Regions from separate parts of the Canis lupus genome. Here region 1 is linked to region 2. A link is a contact called in public Hi-C data. All regions are on one chromosome and are shown on one strand. Each heading gives the region's core, a stretch centred on a gene start, on an enhancer-like site or on the middle of the called end of the contact. The rest is flanking DNA. Distances are from core to core; before and after follow the strand shown.

The links. Hi-C and Micro-C count contacts between places; a contact is called where the count stands out from the background.
Region 1: a Hi-C map of skin fibroblasts shows a contact between it and region 2, with 2.2 times the contacts expected there. The contact joins the promoter of CEP68 here to the enhancer-like site in region 2.

What each region holds. Positions count from the first base shown.
Region 1 is chr10:65,824,860-65,830,135 of UU_Cfam_GSD_1.0, reverse strand. It overlaps CEP68 (centrosomal protein of 68 kDa), which reads right to left and starts at 2,502. Exons shown (of 8, transcript XM_038551450.1): 1 at 2,394-2,502.
Region 2 is chr10:65,723,281-65,728,074 of UU_Cfam_GSD_1.0, reverse strand. No RefSeq gene overlaps it. Among named protein-coding and RNA genes, the nearest start is that of SLC1A4, 48 kb to the left of the region's middle. Within about 2 kb of position 3,049, at least 2 of the 20 cell types and tissues checked have an H3K27ac peak or open chromatin away from gene starts, as enhancers often do.

The sequences.
Region 1 (5,276 bases), core at 1,253-3,752, 100 kb before region 2:
GACCACATTAAGAGTATGTCAACTACTACTGTAATATGGTGGTGAGACTCTAAATGAATAACAGATAATCTATGGAATACTTTTACTGTGGGGGGAGGGGTGGAATTATGAAAGGTTTAAGGACTTAAGATAGAGCAACAGAAAAGGACTAAAAGGCAGAGACCCAGAAGGGTCAAATACTATACAGACACTTAATATTAGTAAACTGATTCAAGTATCTATTTATTTTTATCCTAACAAACACTAACAGTACCTGAACATTTTCTTTGGCCTGTGAACTATGCTAAGCACTATTTATCAGTATCTTATTTAATCCTCAGAACCCATGGAGTAAGTCCTACTAAAACTCCTATTTTACAGATAAGGACATCAAGGCACAGAGAAGTTAAATGACTTATCCAGAGTTAGTAAAATGGCAGATAAAACCTGATTTAACTGAAGAGAGCCGAAAGGCAACTGCTTCCCTAACCTGTAAAGATAATTGGTCCTGGGCAGCTTGGGTAGCTCAGCAGTTTAGCGCCGCCTTCACCCCAGGGTGTGATCCTGGAGACCCAGGATCCAGTCCCACTTTGGGCTCCCTGTGTGGAGCCTGCTTCTCCCTCTGCCTGTGTCTCTGCCTACCTCTCTCTCTGTCTAATGAATAACTAAAATCTTAAAAAAAAAAAAAAAAAAAAATTGGTCCTGAGGATCCCTGGGTGGCTCAGCAGTTTAGTACCTGCCTTTGGCCGGTTTGATGCTGGAAACCCGAGATCGAATCCTGGGTCAGGTCCCCGGCAGGGAGCCTGCTTCTCCCTCAGCCGGTGTCTCTGCCTCCCCCTACCCCGTGTGTCTATCATAAATAAATAAATGAAATCTTTAAAAAAATAAATAAATAAATGGTCCAACAAATTAAAGGAATGAAAATTTTTGTTTTGTCAACTTTTGGCTACACCTCTGGGGGTTTTTTGTTGTTGTTTTCTTTTGTCTTCAATCACCCAGGCACCGTGCTAGGAGCTGGAGAAACCACGATGTGTAAAAAAAAACAAAAAAACAAAAAACAAAAAACGGGGAGGCAGCAGAAGGCAGCCTGAGGGAAGAAGTGATTAATTAGCTGTGGGATGGGGAGGAGCTTTTAAAAGTTCTTCGGAAGAGGTGAAAACGGAGTTCTTTGCTTTTTTCAGTACCAAGTGGCCTAGAATCCATCCAGGTGAAGGAGAAAACGAGGATGTGAAGCGGTGACTTCAACTTTTCTTTAACCAAACCCGAGGCAGACTGACCTAGCACATTTCGTCCTGCATCCTAACAACATCCTTCTCACCCTGGGGGGTACTTATGAATACCACCCCTCTCTATGCAGGCCCCACTCCCCCCACCCATCCCCGAGCTCCCCGTGAGGTCCAACGTGCTGGGAGGCGGGGAGGGCTGGCCTGGCAAGGTTTCCGCTCACTTGTCTGACCAATAAACACACCCAACCCAACCCAATAATCATAAAGGACCTGAGCACGTGCATGCGCCCCCAGGCTGCTGAGGACAGTTCTGGTGATGCCCGTTGGAAAGGGTGGCGAAAACGGAGTTCTTTGCTCTTTTCAGTACCAAGTGGCCTAGAATCGATCCAGGTGAAGGAGAAAACGAGGATGAGAAGTGGTGACCTCAACTTTTTTTTTTTTTTTTTTTTTTAACCAAACCCGAGGCAGACTGACCTAGGGCATTTCGTCCTGCATCCTAACACCGTCCTTCCCACCCCAGAGCTAGGAGCTGTTGCAGGTACTTAGGAACAGCACCCGTCCTGCGCAGGCCCCACCCCCACCCCCCCCCCACCCCTCCCCGAGCTCCCCGCGAGGTCCAACGTGCTCGGGGGCCCTGGCAAGGTTTCCGCTCACTTGTCTGCCCAACAACACACCGAACCCAATAATCATAAAGGGCGTGAGCATGTGCATGAGGACAATTCTGGTGAGGACCGTTGGAAAGGGTGACCCTTAAAAAAAAAAAAAAAAAGAAAAGAAAAAAAGAAAAAGCACATTTTCTGTCTGTCGTCGGCAGCTGCCGCGCTCGGGGCACCAGGGAAGCATCCGTCGTCTCCATCGTTGCTCCCGCGGGAACGACCCCGAGCGGCTGAGAGACGACCTCCGCGCGAGCCGCCGCCCCGCCCCGGGCCCCGGGTCCCGCCGGGCGCGCAGGGCTCACGGGGCTCACGGGGCTCACGGGGCGCGCGGCCCCCGCCGTCCCGCCCGCAAGGCTGAGGCGGCGGCACGAGGCGCCGGGTCCCCACAGGCCCTTCCCGGCGGCGGACGCGGCGACGCGGGGCCCGGTGCGGCCTCACAGCCCCTGAGGCGCGGCGGGGCCGCGGGGGCCGGGCCGCGCGGGGGAAGGCGTTGGAGCCCCGGCCCCGGCCCCGCGCGCGGGCAGCCACCTACCTCGCCTCGAGCGCTTCGGGGCCCGCGGCGGGCCTGCGGCGACGGCGGGCGGACGCGGCGGCCCGGACGCGGGGTCCCAAGGCGGAGACCGCGGCCCTCACGCCCGAGCCCGCGGCGTCCGGGGCGGGACCGCGCGCCGGCCACGCCCCCGCGGCCCGCCCCTCCTCCGCGGGGAGCGGCGCGGCCAATCGCAGCCCGGAGCCTGCGGGATCCACCAATAGACGCCCGGTTCCCCCGAGCAGAGCCCGCCCTCGCGCCGTCCTGGCCAATAGGAGGCCGCGTCTTCTTCGGCCGGGCTTCTCCGCTCGCCTGCACGGCTCCGCTGCTGCAGGCCGGGGAGCGGGGTCCTGCGGGCACGTGGCCCCGCGGGGCGCTTTCCCCGGGGTGCGGGATGCAGGTCGCGGCCTCAGTCGTGCGTGCATCCCTGCGTTCATTTGGCGCGGGGCATGCGGCGGTGTTGGAGGAGCGGTCCCACGGTCTGTGACTGTGCGCGGACATGTGACCGAGGCCCGAACAGGTGCCTCTTCTCCTCCCCCGCCCCCCGCCCCGGGTAACAAGCGCAAGAGGGGAAGGGCTCCAGCCCGAGGGGTTGGGGGCGACTCCAGGGGTGAGGTGGGACTTAGGCAGGCTCGGGGAGGGTGGATGAGCCCGGAGCCACCCAGAGGCTCTGAACAGCCAGGTCCCGTGGGACATCCGTGATGGAGACCAAGAGGAAGAGGGAGCCAGCGGTGGAAGGCTGGGATGCTTGTCCCAGCGGAATCCAGGCTGGGAAGGGGCGGGGGGGTCACGCTGTGCCCGTGTTAGATCCCTTCCTCCTTTCTGATCCTTTTGCTCAGCAGCGCTTTGGGCAATCTTCCACGCAATGCCTCCACTAGTTTATCAAACAAGTCTGTAAAGGCCTGACCCCCAGGTGTGGATAACGTCCTTCTCAGGGAGCTCCTGGGCCGCAGGCAGTTAGGACGCAAAGACTTGTTGAGTTTTCTCGAGCCTGTCCTGATAGCTACAGGTTGTGTCTACACAGGGAGTCACAAACTTTTGGCAGCAAAAGCAGAAACTAGCCCCCAGATAGGTTTTGTTTGGGCAGCACATTGACTTTATTTGCTTTTGTTTTGTTTTTTGTTTTTTTTAATAAAAATTAAATCCCATGAGCACCACTTGTGTATTAATCAATAGCCAGCCTCTTCACACATTTGTTACCTGCCTGATATCAGAAGGCATTTGCGTAGGGTGATCCTTGGTCTTTCCTGAATACACCAAAGACCTCTGGGAGAGTCACCTAACCCCAGGGGCTGAGACTTGGGTCTTTTCTCCAGCCAAGACATTCAGCTGGACAGAGAATCCGGCCAAGTCCAAATAGGCAACCAGGTCAAATGGAGAATCAGGACATCAAATCAAAATGAAGGGAGCCTAAAGAAAAAAAAAAATCAAGGCCAAATAAATAGTCTAAAAAAAAAACAAACCCCAAAGCAGTTATGGGTGGTGGAGTTTGAGATAAGCAGACTATGGGCAGAAGTAATTTTGAGCTTAGCAAAAGACCAATATAGTCCACCCACTGTGTGTCAGGTCCCAGGTTAAATCCTCCCACCTTCATCAAGCCGACCCTTATCTCAACCAGACCTGCACTGGCCCTCTTTTGAACTCTGCAGCACTTGGTATGTACCTTTTCCATGGCCTTTATCATTTTCTACCCTGTATGGTTTCCTCTTCAAAAGAGGGGATAGGATGGATGACTCTCAAGGTTCCTTTCAGCTGTAATTTTCTGTCGAGCATCTTTTGTTTTTGCCTGACAAGTAATCTTTCCTTAAGGAACTGCCTGAAATCCCCTGAAAGGGGGAAAATGGGCCATCACCTACAGATGTGGACTTGGGGGCAGATAAAATAATTCATGAGACAGAGCTGTCCTCTTTTGAGGAGGGGATGAGTGAATTTTTTTTGTTGTAGGACAGATGGTTGCATTGGGCAGACTGAAGGATAGACGATCATGGAGTATCTATTGGCTACCCACCATCTGAGTATCCTTCAAATGTGAGGGAGCCTCCTTTACTCTCAGTCTTGGAAGGAGTCTGGGCCTTTCCTCCCACAGTAGGAACCAGTAGATCTAGTAGAAGCTTCAATAGAAACCAGAACCCTTCTTGCCTACTGGTAGCTACACACAGGCACATGACCTAGAGTAGAACAAGTCAATGGTCCTACCCAAAACAATCTTGAGTGGATAACTAATATCACAAGAATTGAAAAGCAATTCATAGTGGCATTAAAAGTTCACACATGTACCCTAACCAGAGTGCTAGAACAGCATGGCTCTGGCTCCATGCCCCCAAGTCTACATCTGTACCTGATGGTTCATTTTTACCCTGACTTTCATCATCATCCTATCTCAGTGTTGTAGTATGCAGACTACAATTTAAAAGAAACCATCACTCATATACTGAAAATACAATAATGAAGGGAGATGAAGAGAATGGACCATAGCTAAAGATCTACACTCATTCATGACACAGAAAAAAAAAAACAAAAAACAAAAACAAAACAAAACAAAAACAAAACAAAACAAAACAAAATACCAGGAGAGGCTACAATCTTCATTTTTGCAACTGGTCATGAAGCTCTATTGGCATTTATCATTTGCCCTCTCCACTCCTCCTCATTCCAGGTTCCCCTTACCTTCAAGCTGACCAGGATTCTTTACCCATTGGGGTAAACCAAATCTTTGTGCTTGAGGAGTCTGTCCTAGTGGGCCTCCCTGCATGTAATGTGGTACGTTCCCATTAGCTTGTATTTCTGGCACGCTAGTGATGAGGCGCCCTCAGAGACCTCCTGGGCTCCAGTCATACTCCTCCTGCCATTGCCTCCAGTCTATCCCCTTGCTGGTCAGGTCTCGTC
Region 2 (4,794 bases), core at 1,800-4,299:
CTCTGTGGGTAGGTGGGTACCAGAATAATGACTCCATTTCCCAGGCTGCCTTGCAGGTAGGTGTGGCCATGTCACTAAATTCTGGCCTGGTTAGGGCAGCCGGGATGGCTCAGCGGTTTATCGCCGCCTTCAGCCCAGGGCGTGATCCTAGAGACCCGGGATCGAGTCCCACCTCGGGCTCCCTGCATGGAGCCTGCTTCTCCTTCTGCCTGTGTCTCTGCCTCTGTGTGTGTGTGTGTGTGTCTCTATGAATAAATAAATAAAATCTTAAAAAAAAAATTCTGGCCCGGTTGGATGGGAGTGGAAGGTGTGCCCTTCTAAGGAAGTGCTTCCGGTCCTCCCTGTTGCTCTTCCCCCATTCTGCTGACAGGAATGTGAGCTCTCAGAGGCCTTGCAGACAAGGGCCACACCCTGGGAATGGTGGAGCAAGGAGACCTACGAGGCTGAGATCCCTGACACCACAGTGCCCACCACCCTGCCAGCCCTGGGCTACCTAGGCCTAGATGCTGATGTGAGACACAAGTAAACTTTCATCTTTTAAGCTTCTCTTATAGTGGGTTTTTCTTTTTTTTAAAGATTTTCTTTATCTATTCATGAGAGACCCAGAGAGAGAGGCAGAGACACAGGCAGAGGGAGAAGCAGGCTCCCTGTGGGGAGCCCGATGCGGGACTCGATCCCAGGACCCTGGGGTCATGCCCTGAGCCAGAGGCAGATGCTCCACCACTGAGCCACCCATGTGCCCCTTATTGTGGGTTATTTTTTATTTATTTATTTATTTTTTTTATTGTGGGTTTTTATAGCAGTCAAATCTACTTCCTAACAACACAGATGGAAAGAAGGTGGGTTTTTTTTGTTTTGTTTTTTACTTTTTTTTTTTTTTTAATGAATTTTGAACATGTTCCAGGGTCAGTTGGAAGAAGCCAGGAGAATGAGGTTGAAAACAGTGATCCAGGATGATGGTTAAGTGCAAGGGGCCTGAGAAGGCAGGAGGCAAGGGGGTCCAGAGCCCAGCTGGAGGGGCTGAGCTGGCCCTGGTGGTGGGAGGGACACCCTCCCCTTGGAAAAGGAAGTGGTACAGAGAGGATCCAGAGCAGGGGCTTGAAACTGGGCAGCAGAGGGTTGAGGTGGTTCCTTCCCAACGGCTTGTATTTTCCCAGTGAGGCAGGCGGGAAGGTATTCTTTGGAAAGAGAAACAAGACAGTAGGGCCGAGAGTTTATGTGAGTGTTCAGCGGTCGGGGAGTGGGCTGCACAACCTGTGCACGGCCAGCTGTGTCGTGCAAAAGCACAGGAGCTAAACACCAGATGCTGACGATTCAACTCGCTCTGCCCAGTACCACCCAAGGCCATCTCTGAAGGCGGTTGGAGGATAGCGTTTTCTCTATGATTTATATTCTTAAAAATAAGAACACAAAACAGGTTGACAGCTTTATCCAGGGTAACCAGTTTATCCAAAAGTTTCAAGCCAAAGCGTATTCATTACCTGTGGTTATTAAATTACAATTTGGTCCAAATTAAATAAAGGCCCATTTTGATTAAAATCCTGAGGTAACAAACCCAAATAAAACAGGTGTGGCCATTCCAGACCCCATGCTAAGCTGTTCACGTGACTGTCTTCACACTCGTGGATATTGTGCCTCGTGGCCAAGTGAACATTACCAGAACACAGCTTTTGACACGTTACTCTCCTGCTCCCATAGCATGGAGACCGGACTTTGTGGTCTGGCATTCAAGGATCCCCCAACCCCACCCCAATAATCTAGGCAGGCTATTCCAGTTAGGTTCAGACTCAGCTAAGTGTGATAGAAAACCTAAAATAACCATGACATAAACAAGTTTATGGATGGAGGTTTTTCCCTAGTCCCCTGAACGAGGGTCACAGATTGGCCGTCCAGGGATGCTATGGCAGCTCCACATAGTTATAAGAGCTACAGGTTTGTGACTACATCATTTCTAAAGTGTGATTTTTACCCTCGTGGTCTCGTTTGATGGCTAGAGAACCAGCCATCACATACCTCTTCCAGGTATCAGGATAGAAGAAGGAGAAAAGAAGGGTCAAAGGAGAACTAATTCTATTTTAGGGGCTTTCCCTGAAGTTTCTATAAAACGCTTCTGCTTATCTGCTTATATCTCATTGACCAAAACCAAGTCATATGATCACAAATAGTTGAAAGGGAGACTGGCACCAGTATGCATTTTTCTGGGAAGTCTTTAACGAAAGAATAAGGCAGGACAAATATAGGGAGAGGCAGCATGTGGCACTTTCTGGCTTCCTGGGGAACTCTCTATACCTGCCTGGTCTGGTCCTGACTCCTAGACATGATCCATGCTGGGGATCCCTCCTCCAGTCTTCTGGGAGAATCCCAAAGCCTCCCTCAAGGCCCTGAGCCAAACGCAGAGGCTCAACTGCTGAGCCACCCAGGCGTCCCTCGTATGTGGAATTTAAGGAATTAAACAAATGAAAAAAAAAGAGACAAAAAAATGAGAGTCTTTTAAAAATGTTACTTATTTATTTGTTTGCTTGTTTATTTATTCCTGTCATCTCTACACCCAAGGTAGGGCTCCAACTCACGACCGTGGGCTCAAGCGTCCCTCTTCCAACTACGGAGAACAAGTTGGTGGTTGCTAGAGGGGAGGTGGAAGATGGTGAAAAACAAAAGACAAAGGGGACTGTATTTGTAGCCTGAAGGAGTCACACATCATGCCCGTACAGAGAGAGGGCCACCGCTGGGTCTGTCCCCAGAACGGGACACAGCACTTGGAAGAGATGCTGTTTGTGCTGGGCTGCCGGCCCGATCGCCTGTTGTCTCCCAGAACTTCTCCCGCTCCGCTTACGGCCTGGCTCCTGGGCCTTGTGGTCCCAGCAGCTTCGGGGCAGGGAGCAAAGAGCAGCTCCAGAAGCCAAAAACCGTCAGCCCCGAAGCCGTCACTAGGTCTCCAACCCACGGAATCATTGTCAAGGTAATGAAATGGCCGTTAATGCAACCGGCTGGCTAGTTCCCCTCACCCCGGGACGTGGTTTTTCTGTGGCTTCTTGTCATTTTCCTGGCAGGAGAGTCCACTTCTCTGTAATCAGATTGCAGAGGTCACAGGGGCTCTTCTGAAACAGGAAGCAAGTGCTTTGCAGCATTCATTCCATTTGTTGCACATTTTAGCGGCTTAAGCACTTAGGGTTGGGATTTTAAAAATATTTATCCTTCGGGCCAGAGGAGTATCTTAATAAAGCTAAGTTCTTTGTATAAAGCCTCTTCAAACCCTGACTAATTAATCCCCAGAGAAGCAGCACGTGGCTCTCGGTTTCTGGCAGCCCCTCGTGCCACGGGGGCCAGCGGGGAGAGAGCCGCTTCCTTGGGCGGAACCAGGCCGCAGATGTGTTTCGTCGTCGGGGGCATTTCACCCGAAAAAGCAGACTCCTCACTCCTTTCGGGCAAACAGGCAACGTGGCACCAGTGGGCTCGGACGCTCGGAGCCGCTGGGGCCTGCCGAGGGTCAGGGGTCAGGCCCTGCTCTGCCGAAGCCCGGGCGGCCCACTGTCGGGCCGCGTCCGCTGCGCCTGCCGTCTAACCTGCCTGGCCCTGATTTAAATTAGCTCCCTCTTTCTCCCGAAGCTTCTCTTACAACCACCCATGGCAGACCCCAAGATCGGGGGCACATCTGCTGCATTTGCGCCCCGGGGCCGCCGTTAGGCCTGGGTTCCCAGTAAACCCTGCCTGGGAGGAGGTGCCCATCGTGTGCGGTGCGTGCCTGGGCCGCTGCTGGGCACCGAGGAGCCCAGTGTCGTTGTGAGACCCACGTCCCGGCGGGAGCGTGCGTGCCTGCCCCGGGGAAAGGCCAGCCCGGCCACGGACTGCTCGTGGGAACCCGCCTCTCTCAGGCACGGCCCCCGTCTCCCGTCAGCGGCACGTCCATCCTGTGCATTAAGGAGCACCTGGAGTTTGACTCCGTTTCCCTTCCATCCCCCTGGCTGCCTGAGGAGGGAGGTGGGGTGACTTCTTCTCCGTCTCCACCCACTCTTGCCCCCAGCAGGCGGACCAGGCCCCAGCCCACGGGAGGAAGGCAAAGTCCCAGGCGGGGCCCGCATGTTCAGACACCGGGATCCTCTGGATGGCACGTGGGGAAAAGGGGGCTCTTGGGCTCCCTGGTGTTGCTCAGAGATCCCCCAAGCTGGTGTCGCCGTGGAATCTGGTTCACCTCCCACTTCCTCTCTGCCCCCTACCACCCAGGCCGTATTGCGTAGGATTTCAGATGTTGCCACAATGGCTGCCCTGGAGAATTTTCTTTGTCCAGGAGAAATGCTGACTGACACCCCACTTGCTCTGCCCAGGCCACCTCCTCCTTCTCAGCCAGGCGTGAGTCTGACCCTGGGCCGCAGAGGCCCCCACTCGCCAGAGCCCACATCAGGCTCTCAGGCAGCCACGGAAGCCCCGACTCTCTGAGCTCAAGGGGAAGGAGGTGACCACCCCCCATATGATCTTGCCTCCTCCCACTCTAGACTTACAGCACAACCTTCTCCCAAGGAACCTTCCAGAGGAATTCCAAAGGTCTTGAAACCTGAGTTCTGCGTGTGAAGAGCTCTTAAACTCGCTTTCGGATATCTCTTTAACCAAAATTGTGGAAAACAAAGCAGAAAGAGCCCATTTAGCATCTTCTAGTAAATAATAGGTGCCCTTAGAGGGATACAGCGAAACACTCGTACGGGAGTTTAAAGGAGCAGACGATTTCTTCCATCTAGGGAAAGAACCAAGGGAGACTGCCTGGAGGAGACGGCATTTGAAGCAGGCCTTGGATGTGTGGCG